Regions from separate parts of the Mus musculus genome. Here region 2 is linked to region 1. Evidence: chromatin contacts called from public Micro-C data. All regions are on one chromosome and are shown on one strand. The core of a region is the stretch at or near the end of the contact, and the rest is flanking DNA. Distances in the headings are between cores, read along the strand shown.

Region 1 (6,218 bases), core at 283-2,782:
CAAACCAGCAAGCCAGCCCGCTTTCCCAAGCCAGGTCCCTGGCATCCAGAATGTGCCTAATAAAAACACATGTTGTAAAACTAAATGAATGAATGAATGACTTTTTTTCATGCAAAGAAGAACGAGCAAATCAAATGGGGGAGGGGCCGGAGGCTCCCAGATTTTAAAAGAATGTATTGCATTGATAGATTAGATTTTCTCTCTCTCTCTCTCTCTCTCTCTCTCTCTCTCTCTCTCTCTCTCTCTCTCTCTCTCTCTCTGTGTGTGTGTGTGTGTGTGTGTGTGTGTGTGTGTGTATGAAGCCCGGCAGGACTCTCCATTCCGAACAAGCTTTCTTTAACTGGTTTCTCAGTGGGGTAACCTCTCATTTCCCAGGAGCACCAAGAAAGGCAAATCAATATTCACTTAAGATAGCAATGTGCCCTAGAACCACAGGGGCCAAAGGGGTAGAACATCTCAAGACCGCGTCCAAGGTCAAACATAAGTGTGTCCGGAATTATCTCAGTGTAATGAGCCAGCTGGCCCCTGGTGCTTCACAAGACGGCTGGGTAAAGATTCGGGCTGGCCTCAGGCCTTGGCCCAGCAGGGAGCTGAGACGGGGGAAGGGCGCCCTCTGCCGAGGGTGAAGAAAAATACAACCTGGCAGTTGGTGAGCCCTATGCCTAGATTTCACTTCTAGAGGGCCATTTAAAACAAAAAACAAAAAAAACCTCAACCAGAGATCAAGCCAAGGAGCTGTTCCTCACAAGCCCTCTCTTAGCCCCTTCCCTTCAGCCCGGTGGCTAATTGCAGTCCTTGATCCCAAGGAGACAGTGTCCCCCCACTCCTGAGGCCTTCGTTTCTAAGAAAAAGACGGCCGATTATTACTTTTTTTGTTCCCTATTACCTTCCTCATCTTGGGCTCTAGAGCTCCGGAGCTAGGGGTCTTGGTCCTGAGAAAGATCTCAGACACTTTTGAGTAGGAGGGAACTCAGACACACCCTAAAGCCACACACACACACACACACACACACACACACACACACACACACACACACGTCAGTTGCCTGTCTATAAAACTGCGAGGCTGTATTCGACAGTCGGGAGGTTCCAACTCTCGTGGTGCCTGCCTGGTGTCCTATTTTAGACCCAGAATGCGTCCGTCCGCAGAGAGAGAACAGCGGCTAATGAGGGATCGTGAACCAACAGAAACAATGGCTGGGGACCACCTAAGCACTTTCCTCCCCCAGGGAAGGTAGAAATGGCTTTCTAAGGACCTGCGTCTCTTTATTGAATCTTGAGTGACACCTAGTGGTCCACCCGCCTCACCGTTGCCGAGGCTTCTGCTCAGAGGAGCTTTAAGTAAACTGGAGCTCATCTTTGCCTTCAAAGACCTGGGGAATCAAAGACAGCCTCGCTGAAGGTTTCTAGCACTTCCCCGCAAGCATTGTCCTACGTGATTCCGAAAGAAACGCTCTTATCTGGAGAGCTTGCTCAACTGGCACATCGTTCTAGCAGCGAATGTGTTAAGCTAGACGCTCTCCTAGGTACTGGGAACACAGATGTCCCAGTCTAGGCTCCTGCTCTCTAGAAACAGCCTAGGTTGGTGCAGAAAATGGACCCGGGTTTGGGGGAGTGTTTTATTTAAAAAACACCATAGTCCACTGGAAAAATGGAGTGTGTGTGTGTGATTTGTGGATGGAGGAGAGCAGTCACCACTTGAGCTGGGTCCTGGAGGTCAAGTAGCGTGACAGAATAAAAGTGGATTGACAGCCCACAATGTACACATCCTTCCACTCCGTTGTTCAAACAATGAACTTGAGGGCTGCTGGGAAGAGAATCTGTGGGTGTGGTTAAGATCCCCGGGTCTGCCAATCTTAAAAATCTAAAGCTTGTCCAAGGCAGGCCTCGCCCAATCAGCTGAACACTTTAAAGGGACTGGAATGTTCCTGGCAGAAGAGATTGGAGACTCAAAAGGACTCTTGTGGAGTTTTCTCTGATTGGTTGTTCATTAGGAATTTGGCTAGCCGGGAGAGAGCTGAGAGCCAAACTGTGAGAAAGTGAGTTCTGACAGTGGCCAGGGCGCTGGGAGAGAAGCCAAAGCTTGCTTTGCGAAAAACCAAGTCCCAGCTGACGCCTGAGTTTAGCTTTGCAACACCACAGAGAGAGGACTCAGGCTGTCTGTGCTGGTCTATAAAACTATGATTAACCAATTGGAGGGGATTTAAGCTGATAGCTATGCAATGTGTTCAGAAGCCACAGAAAAATGGAGGGGGTTGGCCACTTGGAGAACAAAAGCCATCTGGCCAGCAGGACCATGCAGGCAGACGACAAAGGAAAACGTAGCATTGAGAACAGGCTTTGGATGGGAGGCACAGTGTCCTTGGACAGACTGATGGCTCCCTGTACCCCTGTGTTCACAGCGTAAAATGGAGTCGTCAGTGGTTTAAACCTAGAGTTAGTGGTGTGCCTGCATAGACAGGGCTCGATACAGCTCAGGAACTATCAAGTGGTCAGAAGATGTTAGGCAACTCTAGTTGTAGCTCTTAATCCACAGACAAAGCACTGGGCTGAGAGGCCTTGGTCATGGGTTGGTTTTTTGTTTTGTTTTGTTTTGTTTTGTTTACTGGGATAGGGGGCATCTAAGACTATATATCCCTGACCCTACCTTTGTTCTTACTAAATCAGACTCTATAAGTAAGGCCCAAGGACCTGAACTCACAAAGAGCTTCCAGAACGAGAGGGTGTAACTGCACCATTGCAGTAGTTATACATCAGTAAGCAGCTGGTAGAATACAGAAAAGGCAGTAAGGGCAGGGTGTGCACATGACAGGCTTTGAGGGAGCACCGCACCGTCTAAAGGGGTGAACAGGTCACCAGAGAATGTGCTGGGATCATTCTGAGAGGTGGGTGGGGATGGGGATAATGAGTGGTGTTGTTGGGTTGTGAGAGTCCAGGAATCTTGTGGGCGTGCAGCTGGAACACCATATAGGCAGAAACACTCGAATTCAGGAACCATACTGGGACCGGAATTACAATGTGCGTGAGCACATGATGTCATAGGTGTGGAGAACAGAACTGAAAACATGTGGGCGGAGGTGTGGGCCTCTCTGGAACTGAGAACAAGCCATCAGGAAGACAGGAAAGGTGCTGAGTGGGACATGGGCCAAGGGAGACACTGGTCACCAGTGTCCCTGGCCTTGGAAGATTCCAAAGGGACAAAGTCTGGGAGCTGCTCCATCAATGGCAAGGTCTGCAGCACTCACAGACTATGGCTTGGGAATGGACAGGAAGCAAGAGATGGGTTGTGCTCTTTGGCTTCAGAAGCGAAAAGGGAAAACAGGGTAGAAGCTAGAAATGGGTACACCCTCACCCTGCACCAATTCCGTTGATGTGAACCTAGACACACCATCCATAAACACGGCTGTGGCAGGCCGCCAAGAACCTGCTAACCTTGAACTGCATAGGGCAAGAAGCATAAGGCTCTAAGGAAAGAATGGTTACCTGGTTGCCAGGCCAAGTGTGCAGTTATGCTCCAAAGTGTGCCACAGAGTTCAGGAGGTAAAAAACGACAACTGGGCAGGGGACCTTCTCTCTGGGGACATGAGTGCTGGCTGGCCAAAGGACACTGAGTTGCAGAAGTCCTAGCTAGGGTGAAAGAGCACAAATTCTGTGAGGACCAACTGTATGCTCTGGGGAAAGCTACTTTAGCACTCTCTACTCCAAGAGCTCATCCATTCAGTGGAAACAATAGCCAGACTTCCCCAGGGCCACTCCCTGGGAGAGCCCCCTCAGTGGTGGTTCACAGTGAGGGCTAACACATGGCAGCGGGCCTGAAGAGTGTTTGTATTTTATAAGTCAGACAACGGCAGATCGGCCAGAACCCCCTAGAAATCTCACACAAAACAAGCTGAAGGCCTTGACTATGATCCACGAGGCCACCTGCCACTGTCTTCTCTTAGTCCCTCTCCCTGGGTCCTCACCCCTCCAGCATGGTTGTCCTCATGATGGATGGGTGTGGATCATCAGACACATGGAGCTTTACCCCCGAGACCATGTCCAGGCAGCTACCACCGAGCTTTCTTCTCTGTAGATGTATGTAAGGTGAATGTATGAGAACTTTCTGGAACTTTGGAATGGACACCATTGCCCCACACATCTGTTCAGCTGATGCCTAGACACAGAGAGCAGAACTTAATTTCTAAAGTGAAATTCAGTAGCTAAGGCAAGCACGGCCCCTCTGCTCAAAGAGGAAAGGATTCAGAGCTGAAATGCTGGAACCACACCGCCTAGTTCCAAACCCTGGCTTGGACACCACTCACGTAAGGTCTCTGTGTTGTTCCTCTCCTCATGCAAGACAGGAATAATAGTGATACCTACCTATCTCATAAGGGTTATGAAGATGTATATGTGAATGCACACACATATACACACACATACACACCACACACACACACACACCACATGCCACGCTGCACACCATACCACATACAAACATATACACCACACACACATACACACACCACACACACACATATATATACACACCACACCACACACATATACACATACATATACACATACATACACACACTACACCATACACACACTATACCATATACACACACAGACACCACATGCCATACTGAACATCAGACACACACTATACCATACACACACACAGACACCACATGCCACACTGAACATCACACACACACATATATACATACACACACACACATAGACAAAGGGAGAAAGGGAGGAAGAGAAGGAGAGGGAGAAAGAGAGACAGTGCTGGGTATATGACAAAAAAACCAACAAACAAAACCAGCCTAAGGGCCAACAACATATTCTGCGTGGGAATGCACCAGTCTAGCTGCCCTTTTCATAGGCACTGGTGGAGAACATGGCATCAAGTGCCGAATACATGGTCACTCGCCATCCGCAGCAGCAGCCTGTGTCCGTGCCTGTGTTTATCCCCGACCTGAAGCACCATGGAGTGATACAAAAACATGGGCTTTTATAAGAGGAAATCCTGAGTGTGGGCAGCCCCTGTTCTTCATACTAGGCAGTGACCCCTATCCGTTCTCTTCTAAGGATGTTTGCTAATAACTGTCTCTGAAGAGCTAATACATAATCCTGCCCACACGGTGTTCATGAACACCGGAGCTTCACAGACAATCAGTTCCTGAGAGTGTAGGGTGGAACCGGCATTACTATTGCAACAGGCAGGGTCCTCTGAAGAAACAGAACTGAGCGTGTGTGTGTGTGTGTGTGTGTGTGTGTGTGTGTGTGTGTGTGTGTGTGTGTAAAATGTGGACTGGTAGTCCAACAAGTCTGTCTCACACTGGAGAGGCCAAGTACCTTGTAGTTATGTCTTTGAAGCTGGGTACCTCAATAACCCTAGTCCGGTGCTCCTCTAGAGGACTGGAGGAGTCCTGGAGAGCCTTAGGTCTAAGTTAGAATGCCAGTGACATTAGTTTTAATAGCAGGAGTTTTAATAGTTGGACAGCAACAGGATAGATGAACTTGTCAGCCAGCCTGAGGGCAAGCAGGCACGAACCCTTTTCCTTTTTCCACATCCTTTGGTCTGGGCTGTCACCAGAAGGCTGGGTCTTCCTCCTTCTGATAATCAAGAAAATTCCTCACCAGAGTGCCCAACATCTTGGGTTTTAGCTGATTCCAGAAGCTGTCAACTTGACAGCTGAGGTTGGCCCTCAGAACTGCCGTAGGAAAAGTGAACCCTCGAAGCATAGCTTTATGTCTTTGGACGACTCTGGAATTGCTAGAAGTTGGAGTAAAACCAGAACCAAGAGACAACAAGTTACCCAGACTTCTGGCAAGTCAGAGAGTTTGAGTCCAGGTTGAGTGACTAGACTACTAAGTGTGCCTCACAAATGGCTTCCTCGAGGAACTGCTGTCAGCAGTTGAGTGTGATATTGGGCGAATGAGTGTTCAATTGCATGAGGGATAATCTATCACTCTCTATCGAGAAATCCAGGCACTCGATCTTTTTTGACAGGCAGCACGTATATTCTATTGCCAGGAAGGAAGGCAGTTGTCAAATTCCTAATTTTTCCCTTTGAAAAATTAACATTTAGCTCAAATGTGAGAGCTGGGGGAACACACAAGACCTTAATTACAAAGTGCAATTCAAGATCTGTACTAATTAATAAGCTGATGAAAAATTCATTGAAATTCAGAGAAAGAATCAAGGGACGGGGAAAAGGAGCCGGCCA
Region 2 (6,118 bases), core at 3,618-6,117, 77 kb before region 1:
CACAATGCAACCTGGGACCTGACCAAGCAGTTTGATTTCACACTTAGACCAAGAGTCAGGTGGAGGAGAGGATCCAGCCTAGCAAGCCCCATGTTTGCTTCTGCATAAAGAACCAGGGCTACAAAGCAGTGCCTGTGTTTTGAGGGTATTGACCACTTGAGGGTGAACCCTAGAGCTCGGCAAAGAATGGATAGAAACCCTTAGCCACAGAGGTAATGGTCTAGAGAGGAACATGGCACACTGCAGCACAGACCCTGGTTTTCTGTTCCAACTTCTCCAGACACAGGGAAGCAGGAAGTCCAGGGCTCTGCCATCACCACCAGAGAATGTTACAGTCCCCACAGGCTTTCAACTCAACCTGTCTGCACAACCACTCTGCTCCATGGAAAGAGCACACGGCAAGTCTCTAACCTGCAGAGCCCAATTTGCTAGCTAGCACAGTGCCATTTTAATGGAATGGAACTAGATTTCATCTTGCCCTGGGATCAGTAGACAGCCCTGTCATCAGGGCAGCTGCTACCAGAATCCCAGAGTTATCCACACACTCTCTGTGCAGCCTAAAGACACATCCCTTTCTAAAGCACAGGCCCAGGTTCATGGCTTCCACTGTGTCTCTCAGGCCTGAGGACAGGTGCTTCTACTGTAAGTGCCTCCAGAATTTATAAAGCCAAGGCATTGCCGGATGGTACTGGTATAAATCTGGATAGATGAATGGAACAGCATGGAATACCCAGCAATCAATCCATATATAGCCAAGTGATTTTCAACGGAGGTACCAAGAAGACACATGGAAGAAAGGGTGATCTGTTGGATAAGTAATGATTGGGGTAATTATATACACACAAAAGAATGAAATTAGGATATTACCCCTCTCAAGACTATGAAGCAATCAGAAGAAAACACAGAGGGGATGTTATAAGTCATTAGTATGGGAAAAAGAACTTCAAAGCACAGGCAATTGCAGTGAGAATATACAAATGGATTGACTCCAGCGAAGTTTCTGCCCAATGAACAGAAGCATAAAGCAGAATGAAGAGATAACAAGTGGAACAGGAGAAAATATCAGCAAACCATCACCCAACAAAGGACCAATATTCAGTGTTGCCGTCTGAGAGTCACTCCGCAAACCACAGGAACACCAATCTCAGAAAGGGATGGTTTATTGAATGCACATCCTAATGCTGATCAGGGACATAGCTCGGATTATTGGAGCTATGGCTACAAATATTTCTCAGGGCAGACCTATAGAGGAAAAACCACAATAAACTCATATGCAGGTGTTGCTCGGTGGTCAGCTCTAATTCAAGATATTTTAGACATAGCACTTCATACTGACCTTTAACGTGAAGGGTCCTATGTAAAGCTTTGTCGAATTCCTCAAGATTAGCAAACCTGAGAACATACAGAACATAACAGAGGATGTGGTCAGCATGACCCTGCTCCGAGTCAGGTTACTCTTCTGTGTCAGTGACTAGGAGGCACTGTACAGCAACAATATGAAATTGCCGGCAGGCATGGGACAAAGCGGCTACAACTATGCTGGTAGGGGTTTGGGGGGCAGACCTCAACATTCAGAATATATAATCATATGATTTAAACACTGGGCAAGTGATATCAATATCATTTGCATTTAAAAATGAGACCTAAAATGCGCAAGAAGAATATGAAAGAGAAAAAATACTCATCACTAGACAACAGGGAATTGCAAATCAAGGCCACTGTGATGTACTAATTTCACCCTAATTAGAACTTCTATTCTCGAAAAGTCAAGAACAGAAAATAACAAATACTGGTAGAGGTATCGAGAATGGGCAGGTGGTATGTGCTGTTTGTGGGAACATCAATTAGTACACTCACTATGGCAAACCGTGTGGAGGGTCTCCCTAAAACTAAAAAGAGCCTACTGTGTGACCCAGCAGTCCCATTATTTGTCATGTATCCAAAGGAAATGAAGTAAGTATATCTAAGAAATCCTGGGGCTCCCAAGTCAACTGTAACACTATCCATACCAGCCAAGACATGGAAGTTTCCAAGGCATATCTATCCGCATATGAGAAAATAGGGAAAATGTGCTAAATGTTTTAGTTAGGGTTTTACTGCTGTGTACAGATACCATGACCAAGGCAACTCTCTTAAGGACAGCATTTAATTGGGGCTGGCTTACAGGTTCAGAGGTTCAGTCCATTATCAAGGCAGGGGCATAGCAGAATCTAGGCAGGTATACGGTATGGGAGCCGAGAGTTGTACATCTTTATATGAAGGCCTCTAGAAGACTGGCTTTCAGGCAGCTAGGACAATGGTCTTAAAGCCTACCCCCACAGTGGCACACTTCCTCCCACAGGGCCACACCTCCAAATACTGCCACTCCTGAGCCAAGCATATTCAAACCACCACAGCAAGTATACACTATATGTTCATGCACTATTAAAACTGAATATTTCTGCTTGCGGTAATGTGGATAAAATCAGAGGACATCATGGTAGGTGTAAGACGACAACACTGAGTGTTCTACATCACTGGCAGTAGTTGAGAAAAAAATGGCTACATGTAAAATGAGAGGGAAATACTTGCTATTAGAGACAAAGAAGACAGAGGGGAGATGGGAGGAGTTAGGTTGGATGTACCAGCACAGAGCTAGAGGGGAAGTGTCCAATCTGACGCACAGCAGGATAATGATAACCTAGACAGTATGTTTCAAAGTAACTAGAAGTGTTTGAAGAGGTAAATATGATAAATATCCTGATTTGGTTATTATAAACTGCACAATGCAACACATTTTACACTCTACAAATATGTATTATAAAATAGCATGCATCCACCTAAATATGCTTCAATAAAAGAGTCTGGCTAGCGTGGATTCCAAATGAAGATCTAGCTTTCAGATTGAGAGGGGGTAAAGGAGCCAAGAAGGGGAGATCTGACCCCCTTTCTATTTGAAGTGACCAGTGAGAAGTGTTACGTCTGGATCAAATTAGCACTGTTTCGACAAGTTTACATGCACGCGGTTTACAGCAGGACATGGGATCAAGTACCTGCATTAATCTGAGATGCCTCTTCTCTGGAAACATCAAATAGGGCCAAGACTATTTGGACCAAGTGACTCTGAGAAAGATACTCGGCATGGTACCAGCCATCAGCTGTTGGCTGCACTTGTCAAGATACATGAGCCTATGTGTGTTCTAAATCACTTTCAGTGTCGATGTAAAAAGCAAAAAACCAACCAACCAACCAAACATGCAAACAAACCAAAAAGCACCTGGAACTCACTGATAAATAGTATGTGGATGCTCCCAGAAGAAAGAGAAATCAAAGCTCACCACCATGGTAAAGTGGAAGTCAGCTTGCTTTACAAATGTCGAATGATGGGCTGGGATCAAGACTGGATGTGATAAGGCAAGTCTATAAGCCCCAACCTTGAGGCTCAAACGGGATAAAGAGTTTGATGCTAGCCTGAGCTGCACTGTGAGACTTGTCTCCAAAAGTCAAAAACACCAAACCAAGCCATCAGCAGATTTGAAATAATTCATTAAAATTCTCTCAAGATTAAAGAAAGTGCTAAAACTGGGCACTGCCGATTGTGACGAAGACTTCACCCACAGAATTCTCTAGAGTCTGGGATTTTAACTCTATGATTAAGTATTTGGCCAGTGTGAGGTTGTGACTTGATGGGTTCAATCCGAAGCCCTGTAAAAGAAGTGCACACATACCAAAGGGAAGGGGGAGAAAAGAAAGGAAGAAAACATGAGCATGGGGTATGGGTCTAAGAGGCTAAGAAAAGAGGATATTAGGGGCTGGAGAGATGGCTCATTGGTTATGGACACTGACTGCTCTTCCAGAGGTCCTGAGTTCAATTCCCAGCAACCACATGGTGGCTCACAACCATCTGTAATGGGGTCCGATGCCCTCTTCTGGTGTGTCTGAAGACAGCGACAGTGTACTCATACATAAAATAAATACATTTTTAAAAAAGAAAAAGAGGTTATCAGATTTGAAGTTACCCTGGGCTGCATATGCAACCAAACCATGTCCTTGAAAAATAAAATAAAATAAAGTTAAGCAGGCCTGGCATGGGGGTTCATGCCTAGCAATAGAGAGGTCGAGGCAGGAAAATCAAAAGTTCCAGGTTACCCTCAGCTCTCTAGTAAGTATGAAGCCAGTCTAAGCTACATGAGACTCCAGCTAATAAAACGCTGTTAAGAACATAACCTTGTTCTTTAAGGAAAATGGGTTTTGACATGAACATTAAATTTTTTCTGCACTTATATGAACCTAACTACCAAGTGAATTTAGACATAAAAGTTGTACTTCTTAAATATTACTAGGAAACCAGGAAGAGCTCAGCAGGAGGTAGAAAGAAAAATCAGCCTGGGGTCTAGCCAGCCTCAGCCTAAGGCTCTGTCCCCTAGAGAGGAGCCGGGAGGAGGCTTGGTTCCTATGCAGCCATTTCTCAAAAGCATCTAGAAATCCTCCTTTGTGAGCCCCTTCAGGGCTTATAACACTGGGGGGAGCCTGTGTGGAGGGTGGGCAGCTTCCCTGCTTTATGAAGAGGCCGCTGTGGTCAGATGAGACTTTTGGAAAGCACACTTGAGGGTTTGAAGGCAGCAGCTGGTCTTTCTCCTCTCGTGCGTAAGCAAGTCCCTACAGGAGTGATTCTATCAGTTCATTAAGGCTCAGAGGAAACGGTGATGGGGAACAAGCATGGAATCTTAATGGCGTGCAGCTATGGTTGGAGCTAATAAAGATGACGCTGCCTTTTCCAAGTTTGGCTTTTACGTTGAGCACGATAAAAAGGAGACGAGGGGATCAACTCGGTGTCCTCTAATGGAGCTCAATTCTGGGGCAGTCCAGGATTTCTGGGGAGAAGAATCAGGAGTTTGAAGGGTCTCCCAATAGTTGTTCTCTTTTGTGACTGATTCCTCTCCACCCTCAGGATTGAAGAATGGCCAGCTAACAGTAGGGAAGGGTCATGGGAAAGAAAAGAAAAGCCCAGACCTTCCTTTATTCACATAAGTCACAGGTACAAGACGGGGGGGGGGGCAGAAATAGAGACAAGAAAATAAAACCACCTGTAAATTTGCTACCAAAACCTATCCCAGCCAGTGTAGTGGTATATCTCTTTAATCCTCTCATCATGGAAGCAGGTGGATCATGATGAGTTAGAAGCCAGGCCTGGTCTTCATAGGTAGTTCCAAGACAGCCAAGACTACATAGTGAGACCCTGTTTCAAAGAAAAAAGAATAGAAAAAGAAACATCTCTAATATATTAATATATGCTGGTATATCGTTTTCAAAATGCTTATAAATTAATTGCATAAATATAATTTTCATATGCACATATAAGTAGTCATGCAGTCATAAAATATATTTTCCTTCCAAATAGTATATTATAGATTCTTTAGTTTTGTTTCCTCTTAATAATGCATGAATGTCACACATCCATAAGCGTACTCTATCATTGTAAATAGCTACTTGCTGGTATTTTCGTGGTGGGTTATAATATATTAGCCAAAGTCTAATTTTAGACCTTTACATTTCAACAGGTTCTTGTGATCTTTTGAGCAAAGCTGAGATATCCCTGCTTAGGCTTGAGGTTTTAATCTTCTCTCCCAATGTCTCCTTCCCGACAGTGAAGAGCGCTCTGTTGCTTGTTTCTTGCTGTGATCTGAGCTTTATTTTTTCTAGAGGCGAAGCCTTTAGTCAGGAAGGTAGAGCTTCCTAATTGGGATTAGAAGCTTTATAAAACAGATCTCAAAACTTTTACTCTCCCTCTACACCCTGAGAAAACACAGATAAAAGCAGACAGGAGAGGCAGAAAAGATAGTTGCCTGCCCACAAACAAGTGTATAGATCCTTATCTAAGTAGTCTCTATGTAACCTTAACCTTGGACTTCCTGGTCTTCAGAATCGTAAGAAATAAACGTCTTTTGTTTATAAGTTAGTCAGTGTGTGCTGTTCTGTTATGGTATCTAAGATGCTCCTGATACCAACTGAGCGTGTTCATTGCAGAAAGCTGATATATTAAGTGGGGAGGGGAAGTTAGTCCCGTGAAAAAGTAAGTGAGCATCCTTTCATGTATGTAACTATGGATTGTATATAGATAAGCATGATAACATATGTG

Evidence for each region. Hi-C and Micro-C count contacts between places; a contact is called where the count stands out from the background.
Region 2: a contact with region 1 is called in a Micro-C map of the G1E-ER4 cell line, with 3 times the contacts expected there. The contact joins two enhancer-like sites. A contact is called at or near these places in 2 of 15 datasets of contacts at CTCF or cohesin (CD8 T cells and pro-B cells), 23 of 484 Hi-C or Micro-C datasets (3T3-L1-derived adipocytes, B cells, the C2C12 cell line and 16 more), 8 of 115 datasets of contacts at active chromatin or transcription factors (the 230-238 cell line, CD8 T cells, the SCID.adh cell line and 5 more) and 1 of 9 other capture datasets (embryonic stem cells).

Annotation. Positions count from the first base shown.
Region 1 is chr10:94,986,720-94,992,937 of GRCm38.p6, reverse strand. No RefSeq gene overlaps it. Among named protein-coding and RNA genes, the nearest start is that of Gm40744, 28 kb to the right of the region's middle. Within about 2 kb of position 1,532, at least 149 of the 459 cell types and tissues checked have an H3K27ac peak or open chromatin away from gene starts, as enhancers often do. A contact at or near this core is called in the G1E-ER4 cell line and the SCID.adh cell line, where this site is marked.
Region 2 is chr10:95,066,675-95,072,792 of GRCm38.p6, reverse strand. No RefSeq gene overlaps it. Among named protein-coding and RNA genes, the nearest start is that of Gm29684, 76 kb to the left of the region's middle. Within about 2 kb of position 4,867, at least 7 of the 459 cell types and tissues checked have an H3K27ac peak or open chromatin away from gene starts, as enhancers often do. A contact at or near this core is called in the G1E-ER4 cell line and the SCID.adh cell line, where this site is marked.